Linked DNA regions of Zea mays: region 1 is linked to region 2. Evidence: chromatin contacts called from public Hi-C data. All regions are on one chromosome and are shown on one strand. Each heading gives the region's core, a stretch centred on a gene start, on an enhancer-like site or on the middle of the called end of the contact. The rest is flanking DNA. Distances are from core to core; before and after follow the strand shown.

Evidence for each region. A called contact is a pair of places that touch in the nucleus more often than the background predicts.
Region 1: a contact with region 2 is called in a Hi-C map of leaf, with 4 times the contacts expected there. The contact joins the promoter of LOC103636430 here to the promoter of pco060792 in region 2. A contact is called at or near these places in 12 of 25 Hi-C or Micro-C datasets (bundle sheath, ear, endosperm and 2 more).

Annotation. Positions count from the first base shown.
Region 1 is chr8:171,876,024-171,882,961 of Zm-B73-REFERENCE-NAM-5.0, forward strand. It overlaps LOC103636430 (PHD finger protein), which reads right to left and starts at 3,255. Exons shown (of 5, transcript XM_008658780.4): 1 at 2,287-3,255; 2 at 1,775-1,904; 3 at 1,175-1,390; 4 at 456-1,064; 5 at 1-372. The coding sequence starts at 2,620. It overlaps ms8 (Male Sterile8), which reads right to left. Exons shown (of 9, transcript NM_001369666.1): 7 at 6,810-6,935; 8 at 6,615-6,724; 9 at 6,138-6,523. The coding sequence ends at 6,375. It also overlaps the pseudogene LOC100501026.
Region 2 is chr8:171,743,905-171,750,854 of Zm-B73-REFERENCE-NAM-5.0, forward strand. pco060792 reads left to right here and starts at 5,132. Exons shown (of 3, transcript NM_001153652.2): 1 at 5,132-5,688. The coding sequence starts at 5,185. LOC100272935 (SET domain-containing protein) reads left to right here. Exons shown (of 6, transcript NM_001147387.1): 4 at 80-228; 5 at 336-400; 6 at 535-1,436. The coding sequence ends at 1,209. LOC100277098 reads right to left here and starts at 3,826. Exons shown (of 4, transcript XM_020542790.3): 1 at 3,272-3,826; 2 at 2,411-2,441; 3 at 2,362-2,408; 4 at 1,389-2,360. The coding sequence starts at 3,562. The coding sequence ends at 2,142.

The DNA of each region.
Region 1 (6,938 bases), core at 2,005-4,504, 130 kb after region 2:
AAAGCCTTTGAAGCCTGTACTTTCAGATCACCTAGGGTAGCACTTGCTGGTAGAAGTACAAGTTCTTCTGGAGGTGTCGTGTAATCTTTTGGGTGATCAAGCAGTTCAATGGAGCACCTCACACAGAGCAGGAATGGATTTGAAGGAGTCCGCAGAGCATGCTCATCATAATGTTTGATGAACTGCTTGCAATCAATTATCTTTGCTGCTGCGCTGTGTGCTGATGCACCAACCACCTCTGGTTGTGAAGACAACATGGACTCCGGGTTCAGCAAAGCATCGTAGAGGAACCTTAGATCATGCAACAGTTGGTCAACAGAAGGTCCAAATGTAGCTGCATTTGCTGGAGACCGAACGGAGGAAGATTCCAGCCTGATTGTCATGAAACAATTTAGCCAGGAAAGTTTCCGGATCAAGTTCATCAATTTTATGAAGGGAAAGCAATCAGTGCTCACCTGTACTCGATTGCACTAGTACCGGCATTGCAACGGACAGCAACACAAAGGCCATTATCCAGTTGTTTCCCACCCAGTCCTCGGAGAGAATAATCAAGCAGCTCTTGCGAATCAACAGCCTTCGACGCAGCACCCCTCAGTGCCCGCCAAGATACCCACTGTCCAGTTTGGACGACCTGGAGAACCTTGAGCATTGCACCTTCTGCTCTATGTAGATCTTCTTTAGTCCATGCACACAGCTCATTAGATGTAAGCTCCTTGTGCTTGTCTGCTGAGGGTTTTGACATCTTTTGACCTTGATGGAGGAGGTGCATAATGAAGCGGAAAAGATCCCGGAGGGTTACTAGTTGGCGATTAGAGAGCGCCCAATAAAGAGCGATTGTGTTCTGCAATGGAGTCCTAATTTGGCTGCGGTGCGAGAAGTACAGCGCCAGGTTTATGCTGGAAAGCATGTCTACTGCATTTCGGTAGGTGTCTGAGGTGAGAGCAAAGCTGCCGGCACCAAACTTGTATCCCCATTGGCCGTACCAAGGGTGCCCACTTATGACTGCATGAAGAAGTCTGTAGTCCATTCCATGTTTCTTGGATATATCCATGACAGTTACCTTCCTGCAGTAATGGAAATGATAGTTATTAGGTTGGAGAAAGGCATCATGGAAAGAGACCAATCCCAATCAAACAACTGTTATGTTCTTTGGGCCAGCGGAAATTCCATTTACCTCACATGTAACACCTTGCACAGGCGATCCCACAGGCTCATTATGTCACGGCCAGTGAGGAATCTTGAGCCACCTTCACGCCCATTTACCCTGAGAAGATGCCCATAACCATTTGCATGCACCACAGCGTGCAGCAAGTGGGTGGGGTCATCCAGATGCAGGTATGCACACTCTTCAATCTCCTCCCCATCCATATCGAAATTGCACAGAGCACACCTGGAGACGGCAGTGCATTCAGAGTAAGAGTATGTTGCATATTCGGAGCATCACAAGGTTACTTGGCGAATCCTTCATTCCGAGAAATTTTCTATGTGCTGCCTATGAATATAGTAATAGAAACACTTCTGAATTCTCATCTTATATTACAAATGCAAGCAAGCACGCCCCATCCAAACACAGACCTATATGAAGCACTCATCTTACATTCAGATTGGGTGATCCAGATCATTACAGGCATCAATGGCACAGCACGTTGGCATAAAGTTGGTCATGTATTAACATTCGGCATTATAGACATCGAACGCACAAGCATGTTCCATTTCCCCCATTCGCTGTTGTGTGAGAAGGTATATAATTTTCTTTCTGAAATGTGCCTCTCACCTTGATTCTCCAGCGGCCATGGGTGTTCCGCAGCGGAGGCAGCAGGTGCGCCGGCGGCCAGAAAGGTGGCTACTGTCGTTCTCGATGATGAAATGGTACCGCTTCACGCAGACCGGGTGTCCACTCCAGCCTACAACCAAACAAACAAATCAGACGCATGATTCCATTGCAGATGCCGTGTTGTTGTATGTAACAGTGTGCAAGTATATGACAATTCAATCAATCATTCTAACGGGCGGTTGCACACTGAAAGCAACAGCCTAACGATTGGGATTGGCTGATACGACGAAAACTAGCAGATATTTCAGTGGGAAAAAAACTGCCCGCAAAAATCAATAAAATTTCTAAGAAATAAGACAGTCGTTGGATTTCAAAAACTTAAATCGACGACAAGAAAACAGTAACAGAGGAGCAGATCGTAAGAAGAAAAAAACGAACGGGTTCGTCCATTGAATCCAAAACAAAAAAAAATCGGAGGAAAAAAGGACGAAAAAGTGAGGAAAGCAACTCACCCACGACTCTGCACTGGTCACAATACACAGATCGGGATCGGAGCACATCCTCCTCAACGACGTTGAGCTCTACCCCGCCGCCGCTCTCTTCCTCCCCGGCCTCCCCGACCCTTAGGGACACCCTCCAGATCAGCAGGTGCGGCGGGGCGGCCGCGGCCGCCGGAGAGAAGATGGACGGCAACGGGAGCAGCCTCGCATGCTTTGCGAGGAACCCTCTCACCGCCTCCCTGAACGTCCCGGCCGCCCCGCAGTCTCCGGCCGCCGGGAACCTCGCGAAGTCCCTGGCCTCGACCCGCGCCCTCGCCCTCTTCAGCGGCCGGCCGTTGACCACCATCTCCCCCTCCGCCGCCGTCGTCAGATCCCCTCAGATCTGCAACGCACCGTCGTCTTCCTCGTCGTCGATTAACCGGATCGGAACTCAGGTTAGGGTTTGCGGCGGCGGCGGTAGCTGCGAGATAACGAGGAGGATGGTGATGGGGTCGATTCCTTCGAGGTGAAGCACGATCAGGTGCGCCTGGTCTTTGTGCACCAGAGGGGACGGAGCAAATGTCGGGCCCACGTAATCGTGCGTGGCGTACAGTGGAGTGGGTCTATGCATGCTATGGTGGAATGGGCTCGTCAGGTCGTGGCAGAGCGCTAACCAGGGTTAATCGTGGGTGGGGTGGGTGGTTGGGTTCGAGAGCTTTCCGAAAAGGAGGCGCGAGAAATGGGAGGGAATAAAGGATCGGGGCAGTGTCGTCATTTTGTATCCATGGCTCGATGAGAGGTCCAGTACGGCACATCAAAGTGATCCTGTGTAGGGACAAATTACACAACTGCCCTCATAGTCCGTGGACCCTAGAATGCTTTTATTTCGATTCGTTGTGTACAGACCACAGAATCCCTCCACTCGAAACGTGTCCACTGTAATCTTTATAGGCGACTTTCTCAAGTCACAGAGACAAGTGATACGGTATTTTTTAAGTATACCCTTCTGCAAACATGTTGTCGTATTGGGTAGTTGCCACAAATTTGATTTTTTTCTATAAATCTGCAATATAAATTTCTATCATTTATTCAGTCTTGTCACACAGGGGCGGAAAAAAAATCCAAACGCAATGCTGCGGCTCCTCTGCAGCAGCCCTTTTCTATATGTACTGTTCAATCACCAAGGCTTATTTTTCTTTTAAATCGTGGTGTCTGGTAGATGATGTGACTAGCTAAATTTTACTATCAAGATACCCGGTCACCTTGGTTTTTTATTTAGTAATTAAACTAACAAGTAACGTCTTTTTATAACGTTCGATTTTAAGGTCAATGTTGAAGGGGGAAAAACTAAACTCGTTTAACTAAGTTCATATTGCTAACTGCTAAACAAACTTCTAGATGATCCAAACAACCAAGCTTATAATTAGCTTACTTTTGAAGCATCTAACCGCACCGCTTACAAAAAGCTATTGGCTGGCGCACACTAGCTATTACAACTTAAACATTTAGTTGATTCAGATAGATAGATAGATAGGGCCTTACTTTGAGACAACGTTGACGAGATGACATATGAAATTTGATTGAAACTTCTTTTAGGAGATACTAAATAGATTAGTCGAATTTCTCACTACATCGCTCCCCATGTGGCTAGTACTTGGAGAATGAAGGAATATGATGTCTAGTCAAACTATAAAATGCATATTAACCGTAAACTAAGGTAAAACATTTGGTTAGATTTCTTGTTATGGAACTAGAATATGCTTACTCTGATTTTCTAGATTTATTTCAGGATTTGATAACATAATTATTTTAGTAATACATATTAGAAAAAAGAAAGCTACTTGAAGCCATAATTTCATAGGTGGCGTGTGTCGCGTGACGGTAACCAAAAGGTGGTGAACAATATAACACTTAGTGAAAAGCTAATGTAACACTAAAGTTGTTCTTATCAATGAAATGCCACGTTAGATTTTATACTAACTTATATTTTATTAAATTCAATTATGTTTACAAAAATATTATCAATATTTATATTCAAAATAGTTTTACTATATAAATACATCATATAATTCATCTAATAATATATACTATGCAGTGTGTATGTTTTATTTTATATATTTAGTTGAACTTAAGATTTGTTGGCTCTTTGAAAAAAATGATAAAATAACTTCTTCATTATTTGATGGAGTGCTTTGCCCATCTTAAAACAATCTCACATCTTAGACAAAGTATTTAAAATTAGCTATATCTATAAAAATTATTATTTATAGTTGTATACTCTAGTATGTTTTAGCTGTTAATCTACTAATATTTATTGTGCGTGAAACTCATTTCTTATCGTCGTGGCAGGCTTGGAGTAGACTGGGTGACAGAACTGTAGAAGAAAGCAAAGTCGCGGAGGAGTTGATGGCTTGATGCGTTCAGCACGGGAGGGCAGATGTGGAACCGAAACCGACCTAAAAAATTATTGGTCTGCCGATGGACGAAAATACCCTTCAAAGTATGAAAACTACTCAGCCGAGCAGGTTGCAGCTTTCCCGCGGCATTGCCGGGCGCCCGGCCGAAACGCCCAAAACTTCAGGCCACCCGTATTCCTCGTCCTCGCGCCTAAATTTGGCGGGACACGTGGCTCAAGGATCTTGGTTGGACCAGCGACTGCTAATTCAAAAGGAATCGGATAAACGGGTAACTGACTATTCTATTTCTAGGAAGGATCAGATAGTACAATTGTAATTTTTTCAGACGTCCCAAATATAGTTCTTAGTCCGAATGGATGAGACTAGCGCTGAACCACGGTTTGGAGGAGGCTTTGAAAACAGACGTTGCAAGCCTGCCATGATCTTGGGATGTCGAACAATTTTAGTTTAACTAGAACTCTAAAAAAATGGCATTAACATCCGTTATCTAAAATAGGTTTAGCATAAAAATATACAACACAATTAATTTGCTGATGCTTATTCAGTATTATCTCTGTCTCTAAATAAATCATTTTCTAGAATTCTGCAAGTAACAACTTTATAGAAACAGTAACATTTTTATAGCATAAGGTAAGTAACATTTTTTATGCATTATCTGATGACCATGGCCTTACAACGAAAAACTCTGGTCCTTTAAAGCGTGGGTTTCGTACGTTGTGTGTTACGCACGAATCGCGTATAGTAGATCTGTTTTTTCACATCTCACCTAACAATCAAGTTGTTACCTCGTAGATAGGTCATGAGAAAACAACCAAGTCTAACATGATATGAAGCCACACACAACAACATTGCTTTTGAATAGTACCACCTCGTTAGGAGGAAGAGCGATCATGCGAGCTATAAAAAAGGGCATATATTCTTTTCAATGTGTATCTTTCTTGACTTTTTAGCCAAGATAAAGTGTAATTTAATATCTGGTACATGGGTTATCTGTCCACTTTAACTTTAAACTTTTTTTCGTCGAGGGTTCATTTAATATATTTTTGTGTGTGTGTGGAGAGGATCCATCACACTGGCTTGCAACTAGATCTTCGGGTGTCAAATAACTATTGCACTAAACCATAGAATATGATCGGTGTATCGTCTACATACGTTGTACTTTTGTGCAACCGTGCAAGCGAGGTTCCTGGTTTGTTAGATTATAATCCAACCATGTATCACATTTAACACTTAAATCAATCCACCATCAGCTCGTGTAGATTTATAGAGAACCCTATAACAAACCACGATTATGGCTATAGCTAGATTATGATCTAACAGTCTAAGAGGCTCGCTTGCACATAAGTCTGATTGCATATTAGTTGTTGTATGACGTCGAAGCCTCTAGCTTAACTAAATATTTCTGAAAAAATATTATGAATATACTTTTTAAATATTTTACTATGTTTCGGGGTTAAAAAAGACATCCAAGGGCCACCGTGCAATTTTTTTTTTTCATCCAAAAAGGATCACGTTGACACACCAATAATAATCCATGCGCTTTTACGTGGATCATAGCATGCCGTCTCAAGTGAAACAACCACGCTTGCCATGCGGAATGTGTCATGCCAAACAGTGGCGCAGGCGCTTCCCTCTCGCCTTCGCGTTTTCATCAAGTGAAGCTCCGCATACAACAAGTGTTCCGACGAGAATGGCAATCTCGTCTCATGTGGCGGCGTTCCAGACGGCGCCTTCGCCTTCGCCGCACGCCTTGTGGATGTGGCGCATCCGGTCCACCGACTTACAGACGCCGCTGCACGACCAGTCGAAGGACGCCACGCACACGTTCCCGGCTCGCTTCTTCCACTCGCAGTCTGCACACGCAGTCAGAGTCACTAGGCAGTGTATATAGGTGAATTGTTCAGGAGAGGAGGGGTGACGCTGGCTGTCAGTTTCATGACCCACCTGGAGGCGTCGCGCAGCACATGCTCCGGTCGTCGACGTGCTCGACCTCGAGCCCGATCAGCCACGCCCCCAGCGAGACGTCCTCGTTCGCGAACCTGTGCAGGATCGGCCTGGAAACGATGCACGCACGCACGTCAGACGCACAGACGAACGCGGCCACACGTGGCATTATGTATATGTGTCCGGAAACATAACTGGTTGATGGAGATGTAGGCGGCGAGGTCCTTGGAGATGGCGTAGATTTGGCCGGTGGCGTGGCGGAAGTACTTGTTGCCCTCGTCGCCGAACTTCCAGTACTCTGGCTCGTGGTACTTGACTCCTCTG
Region 2 (6,950 bases), core at 3,882-6,381:
AAGTGTGAGTAAAATATCCTTTATCCTATAGTATATTGCTCTGTTATTTATGAAAAAATTATTTCCATCCTCTTCCCAGTTTCAATCACAAGACTGATTGTGAACACGTGCATTTCACGTCTGCATCAGATGCCTCAGACTCAGATGGTGAAGAAGAAGAAGATGATCGAAGTGATGCTTCTGCTGATGACAAACCGACTACAAAAAATCCCACAAGTAGTCCTCCAGGTTATATATTCACAAACATATGCATCTTTATATCTCTTATCGAGATCTGTGATTGACTAATGGTCGGCTTCACTCATTATTTTTATACTTTCGCATCTATTGTAAAGGTTCGAGAGCTAACGACGAAGATTTGGAAATAATCATTGTTAGAGATGTCAATGAAGGGGAGGAGGTATTTCTCTGTTGCCATCATTCCGTTGGCTAGAGGCTGTGGTGCAAAGGTTCACTAGCTGTACTTATACACTAAATCTCTGTTGTTCTTCCGACTGGTAATGTGTCTTTGCTTCTTCTCATCTTCTATTCCAGGTGTATAATACATATGGAACGATGGGGAATGCTGCTTTGCTTCACAGATATGGTTTCACAGAACTTGACAATCAATACGACATTGTCAACATTGATTTAGCATTGGTTACTAAGTGGTGCACATCCATATTCTCCGGTCGACATACAAGAGCAAGGGTATCACTATGGCGTAATCTGGGTTATTCTGGGTGCACTAGCCAAGATACCGAGTACTTTGAGATTGCATATGATGGAGAGCCCCAGCTTGAACTCTCAATCCTCCTTTACATCATCAACATGAAACCTGATGTTTATGACAAGCTGATCTGCGTGGCCCATGGTTTCGTTAGTGACGAAGAGCATGAGACTATCTGTAACGTGTTCAAGTTTGTCAAAGCAACAAGCTCCAACCAAAATTCTGAAGTCAATGGCCTCGAGAAACTGCCTGATGTGAAGAAGTTATTGCATAGTGAGAGCGTTTGTTCGGCGCTTCTATCACTCGCTGACATGAGGGAAAGCCTCTATGGTTCGAACACTTTGGAAGATGACGAGGAAGAGCTTCACGCATGCTGCGTTGTCAACGAAAGGAAGCTCTACCATTCTCTGGTTTTGCGGGTGAGTGAGAGAAGGATACTTCGTAGATTGAGGGAGTTTGCCTCTAGTGGGTCAAAGGGCCGGAAGAGGAAGCACCCCTAGTGTTTAAGCAATATTCTGCGGGTCAGGCTTGGTATTCCTGAACACCATGCTCAATAAAGGTATGGTGACGTTCTGCAATTCTGCTGCTCTTGTAATGGAATACTAACATTTTTAGGAACAATAACTACATACAGGCATGCTTTGTTTTCTTTAAGTAGATTAGATACTTGAGATTTACGACGTGGGGGACATTATGTGTTGGTTTGCGTGGTAACAAACATTTGGACAAGAAAAATCCACAAGAGGTTCTCTCTCAGTCTCTATAGAAAATAAATGTGCGGACGTACCAATGTGCTAAAAAGTACACAGTAATAAAGAAACAAGAGGGAATACCTATAGTTTTATAAAAAACTCTTTAACAAACCATAATTTTATCTATCGATGGATACAGATCCAACGGACTAAAAAGTCTGTTTACATTTAGTACCTGCTTGTATATTAGTTGTTGCCCACAGTTTATTCATATTTAAAGAAATTAGGAGTTTATGCATCTAGGGCGATGGTAACGGACTAAAATGTCTGCTTCCACGCTTACATCTGGTATCTGCTGGCATATTAGTCCTTGTCTATATGATTAGTCGTTGTCTATAGTTTATTCATATTTAAAGAAACTAGAAACTAGGAGTTTATGCATCTAGGACGGTGGTATTTGGATGGGCCAAACCCGGTTTTAGATGGTACGGTCAAGTATCAGGTACCATTTTTTTCTGGTTTAAAAATTCGGGGACACAAGGTGACTGAGCATTCCAAATTCGAAAATCGCAAATGTATTTCACTTAAAAAATGTGCCGCTGTGTAGTGTCACACATCCGCTGTCAAATTGTACTCCTGTAACTTTCCTGTAATCCAAAAATACAATAAGACCTGAAATTGGAAGCTGCAAAAGATGATCTGGCTCGACGCAGAAATCCTACACTCCTAGTAGACTAGTACTATGGAAATGGAGCAAATTTAGTGTACGGTGGCCAGTACAAGTGAATTTCCAACTTGTATATCACCTTTGGCCGGTCCGAGTCCACCGGCGACGACCGGACGTACCCCTCCGTGTACAGAAAATCGCCGGTGCCGCCCACCACCGGGTACACCGAGGGCTTGGTGTTGTGGGAGCCCCCAAGGACGGACACGGAGCCCCTGTAGCCGCGGTGGCGGAGCGAGATCTTGGCCGCCAGCAGGTTGTGGAGCCCGTCGAAGCTCGTCGTGATGGAGGCCCCCTCCATCACGCCGGCCCAGGGCTGGTCCTGAGATTTCAGGGACCCGGGGCGAAACCAAAAATTGGGGCCTTTAAAGCTTTATCTATAATTTTTTTTTACTTTCTTCTAAATACATCGATAATTTTTTTATATGATAAAAAACTCAAATATATTAAAATAAATTCAAATATGTTTACATATTACTTCAAAAAAAATTTCTAACATTTCTTGATGCGAAGTCGTTGATAATAGTGTTGTTACCAATCTTGTCCAATAATTTCTTCTCAATACATAAAGTGGCCAATCCGTTGAGCCGTTCTTGAGACATTGTTGACCTTAAATAGTTCTTCAACAATTTCAACTTTGAAAAGCTTCTCTCAGCTGATGCAACAGTTACAAGCACAGTAAATAATATCTGGTAAGTGATTGAAATATTTGGATATGAATCCATTTGCCGAACATATTCAAAGATCTCCATAGAAGATATTGGACTTTCAGGTAAACTTAGCTTCAAGCAGTTGAAGCCGTGACCTGTGCTGTGATTCCGTGAATAGGCAGCACAGCAGGCCTGGGGACCGGCAAGAAGATGGCAGGACTGCAATGTGAGGTGATCAGATGGCAAGGGCGGCAAGCGCAGGGCACAATCGCGCAAGGGCAAGGCTTTCGCGTGCGTTTGTGGCGGCCGGCGGTGATTAGGGATTTTTTTATTCCAATTACCGTGGTGTCCAGGTAGTTGAATCAACATGGGCCTAATTAGATTAGTTTTACGTGGACCTGGCCATAATACGTATATACACTATATGTATACCTGGGGTGGGGCCCCTGGAATTTTGGGGCCCAGTGCAGCCGCTCCGGTTGCCCGCCCTCAGGACCGGCCCTGCGCCGGCCACGGGGGAGTCGCTGTCGTTGTGCAGGGTCAGGTCGTCGCGGAAGACGTAGATGCTGCCGAAGGGCCTGGTGGTGTCGCTCGAGGGGGCGCCTTCGTCGCCGGTGACGACGACGTACCCGGTCTCGTTCAGCCTGTCGTGCTGGTACACGGTGAAGATATCGATCTTGCCGGCCATTGTTGTCGCGGCCGACACAGGAGAGAATCGATGAGGCTGGAGCTGGTAAACGAGCCATGGGATCAGGCATACCAGCAAGGTTTTAGTGCTTGTACCCATGGTGATTGTTTGGATTGCCACCTGTTTTTTTTTCAGAGTTCGAAGGTGAATGTCCCGGCCGTTTCGGTTCGTTCAATGCCACCAGATTGCAACCTGACTTTTACCTGACGTAGGGTGTTTGGTGGCATCGGTAGCTTGTTTCTTGGTGTGCTACTGTCAACTTGATCTTGCTAATCCCTTTGTCTAAAAATAAAAATAATAATCTTGCTACCCGTCTACCCGAGTCAAACACCTTAGTACATTATAATTGACAACTGATTTGAGCGACTGTAGCACCAAATAATCATCAATAATGAAACTATGTATAATGTTTGGTTCTATAAGAAAAACTGATTATTTTTTATTTAACTTTATTATACTAAAAGATCAGAGGAAGATTCACCGTGTTCTGTGGGGCGTTGGGATTAATTTTAGATAACATAACAAAATCTCAGTTTGTATCATCTGATAATGGTACACAACTGAGAATGCAAACAAGTCGGAGGATCCATGCGACTCAATTCTTACATTCAGGAATAGAAATAAAAGCAAAAAAACATAGACAAGTTTAGTGTAACCAGGACAAATGACTAAGGTTGGGAGGGCTCTTAAACCGGCTCTGGTTTCGGCTCCTAGAGAAGCCAGAAGCCCTCATAAACAGTCTTCAAAAAGAGTTCCTAACAAAAAACACTTAGGAGCCATAGCCATTTCTAGAAAGAGAAGCCGGAGCCAAAAAAAAAAAAAAGCTCCTAACGTCTCCTCCTTCCACTCTCCATCTTGCCCTTCTCTTACGTTAAGAGAAGTCATGCTGCTAAACAATTTGTTAAAAAAATACTAGCTCCTATAGAGAAACTGCTCTTGAAGAGAAACAAGAGCCGGAGTTATTTTCAAAGAAGCCAAAGCTGTGCTAAATATGCCCTACGACTATCTCCACCAAACTCTCTATCTCACCTCATATTTTTAAATACTACTACATAAATAGTATAGTTTACTGTGCAAAACAGTGTTTTGTGTGGCGATCGGCGATATGCACGATCTGCTTTGTTGCTCGTTATGTCTTTTGATGAGAGTTGACAGTGTTTTAGGTGCCTGTCCTAGTACAACCTTGACGTGCCTCTCATCGACGTTGTCTTTGTGAAAGATGTTTGATAGTCTATCAATCGAATAATATGATCAACACTAATTTAATCAGTTTTTTTTTCTAATCTTAGATTGTAATATTATGTGTCAATCTTAGATGTGCTAATCTTAGATTGTAAGATCGTTTTTGCACCACATGCACTGGTGCGGTTACCACGGGACTGCCGTGACGTATATGACAAGGCGTTCTTTGTCCTAGAGATCTAGATCCAAGCTGTGGATTTTCTCGAGACCAACAGCAATTTTCGTCTGTCTGTGTATATGGCCTAGTAAGCCCATAATTTAAGACCGGCCCGATCCAAGACTAAGAGGCCCATCCCGGAAGTCCGTTTTCTTTCCTTGTTGGCGTGTCCAAGGAAATACGCCGTCATGCGTCATTGCTTACACGACGCTGACTACGCGACTTCGACGCGGGCCGGCAAGCCGAACCGATTCCGGCGGAGTCCGGATGATTCGTATTGCTGCGCGTTATTAAAACTTTGCGGTGCGACCAACCAAACCCAATGTTTTTGAGGCGCCCGTCCAAGCATCCCATCCATTCTCTCTCGCTGCTCTGCTCCCCACGGACCACGGGGCACCACCACAAACCAGACGCGACGCACGCGCGCAAAATCATCCGGCGGAGCCAGGGCGGAGGCAAGCCAGAGACGCGGCACGCGACGCGTGAGGGCGAGGAGCAGCGGCAGCGCGGGCGCGGCGACACCGCGAGGACAGAGCGAGACGCAGCGGCGGAGGAGGGGCAGAGGCGAGCGCCGCCTAGAGTCCCTGCTACCATGGACACTTTCTTCCTGTCGCACGGCTCGCCCACGCTCTCCATCGACGACAACATCCCGGCGCGGCACTTCTTCAAGTCGTGGGTGCCGGCGAAGGTCGCGGGCGACCAGCCCCCGCGCGCCATCCTCGTCGTGTCGGGACACTGGGACACGGCCACGCCGGAGGTCAACGTCATCCGCGGCAGCAACGACACCATTTACGACTTCTATGGCTTTCCCAAGCCCATGTACAAGGTCCGCTCGATGCCTACCAACCACCATGCTCTCTCTCTCTCTCTCTCTCTCTCTCGCGCGCGCGAAGAATCCGTTGTGAAGCCTCACCGATTTAGATGATCCAGCGCGTCAAACTAGGGGCCCGCATAGGCAACTTTGCGAGCCATTTGGATAGAGTTCTTGTCTTCCTCTGCGCAAGGGAAAAGGTCAAAAATCGGAAATTCTCCCATTCTTATAGAACATGTGATGGCCGATGCAGTTGATCGTTACAGTCGTTCGTTGTTGAAATCCTTCTCGGGTAGACAAGATGGCCCACGCAGTGCTTTTGAGTTACCCCCCAGCAGATCATGATCTATGCAGGTCCAGAAATGGGGGTTCTTGTCTCGAATCATGAGATCACTGGTGCCAGTGACCGATGTTCTGGTTAACTCAACATGGAATTTAGATGTGAAAAATGCAGTATCATAGATCCATAGGCCATTCATTGGGGGAAAGTAGCCAGCCTCTTGCAGATGTAGACATCTAGCTGACCTGAACGCCACCAACCCCGGTGTCCCTTCTCCTGATAGACTCGCTTGTCAGCAGCCACAGTGACGCTTGATGGCTCGCTCACATAGAAGTAGGTAAGGTGCGCCTGCCACTAGCATTTACCGAACTGACTGACGTGTTTTAATGTGCCAGATCTAATAGCTAGTTGGCAAAAATTTAAGTAAAATTAGTTGATTTTAGCTTAGTTGAACGAGCTAATTAACTAATGGGTAGTTAAGGGTGCAGCTAATAGTTAGCTAGACTACTAGTTAGAGGTGTTTAGATGTCTCCAATCAAAAGCAGCTAATCTCTGAACTATTATGTTAGAATATCTCTAGCTAATTTTAATATCTAACCATTAGCTCTAGTGTATTTATATAACAATCGGCCGGGATTCTGTATTTCTATTTTATGATGATCTCGGTCAAAGTAAAAAAAAAGTGGCGTTTTTTTTCCTGTGATGTATGCCTACTGTATTATCTCACAAGCAATTGTTTTACTAGTATTCACAGTTTAGGTACTGTTACTACTATACTTTAGCATCTGAATTGCCTAATACTATGTAATGTATAATGGTTGAGACTTGAACTATCTCATACATGCATAAGGATTAAGAGTCTAGGTGCCCTCTAGGTCCCCAGATTTGTTCGGTCTGATGTCAGTTGAAATTTGTAGTTTGGTGTTTTATATTGTGAAAGCTTATCTTAGTTTAGTCAAAATCTTTTTTTTATCATGATTCTTAGGTCCTTGTTTGG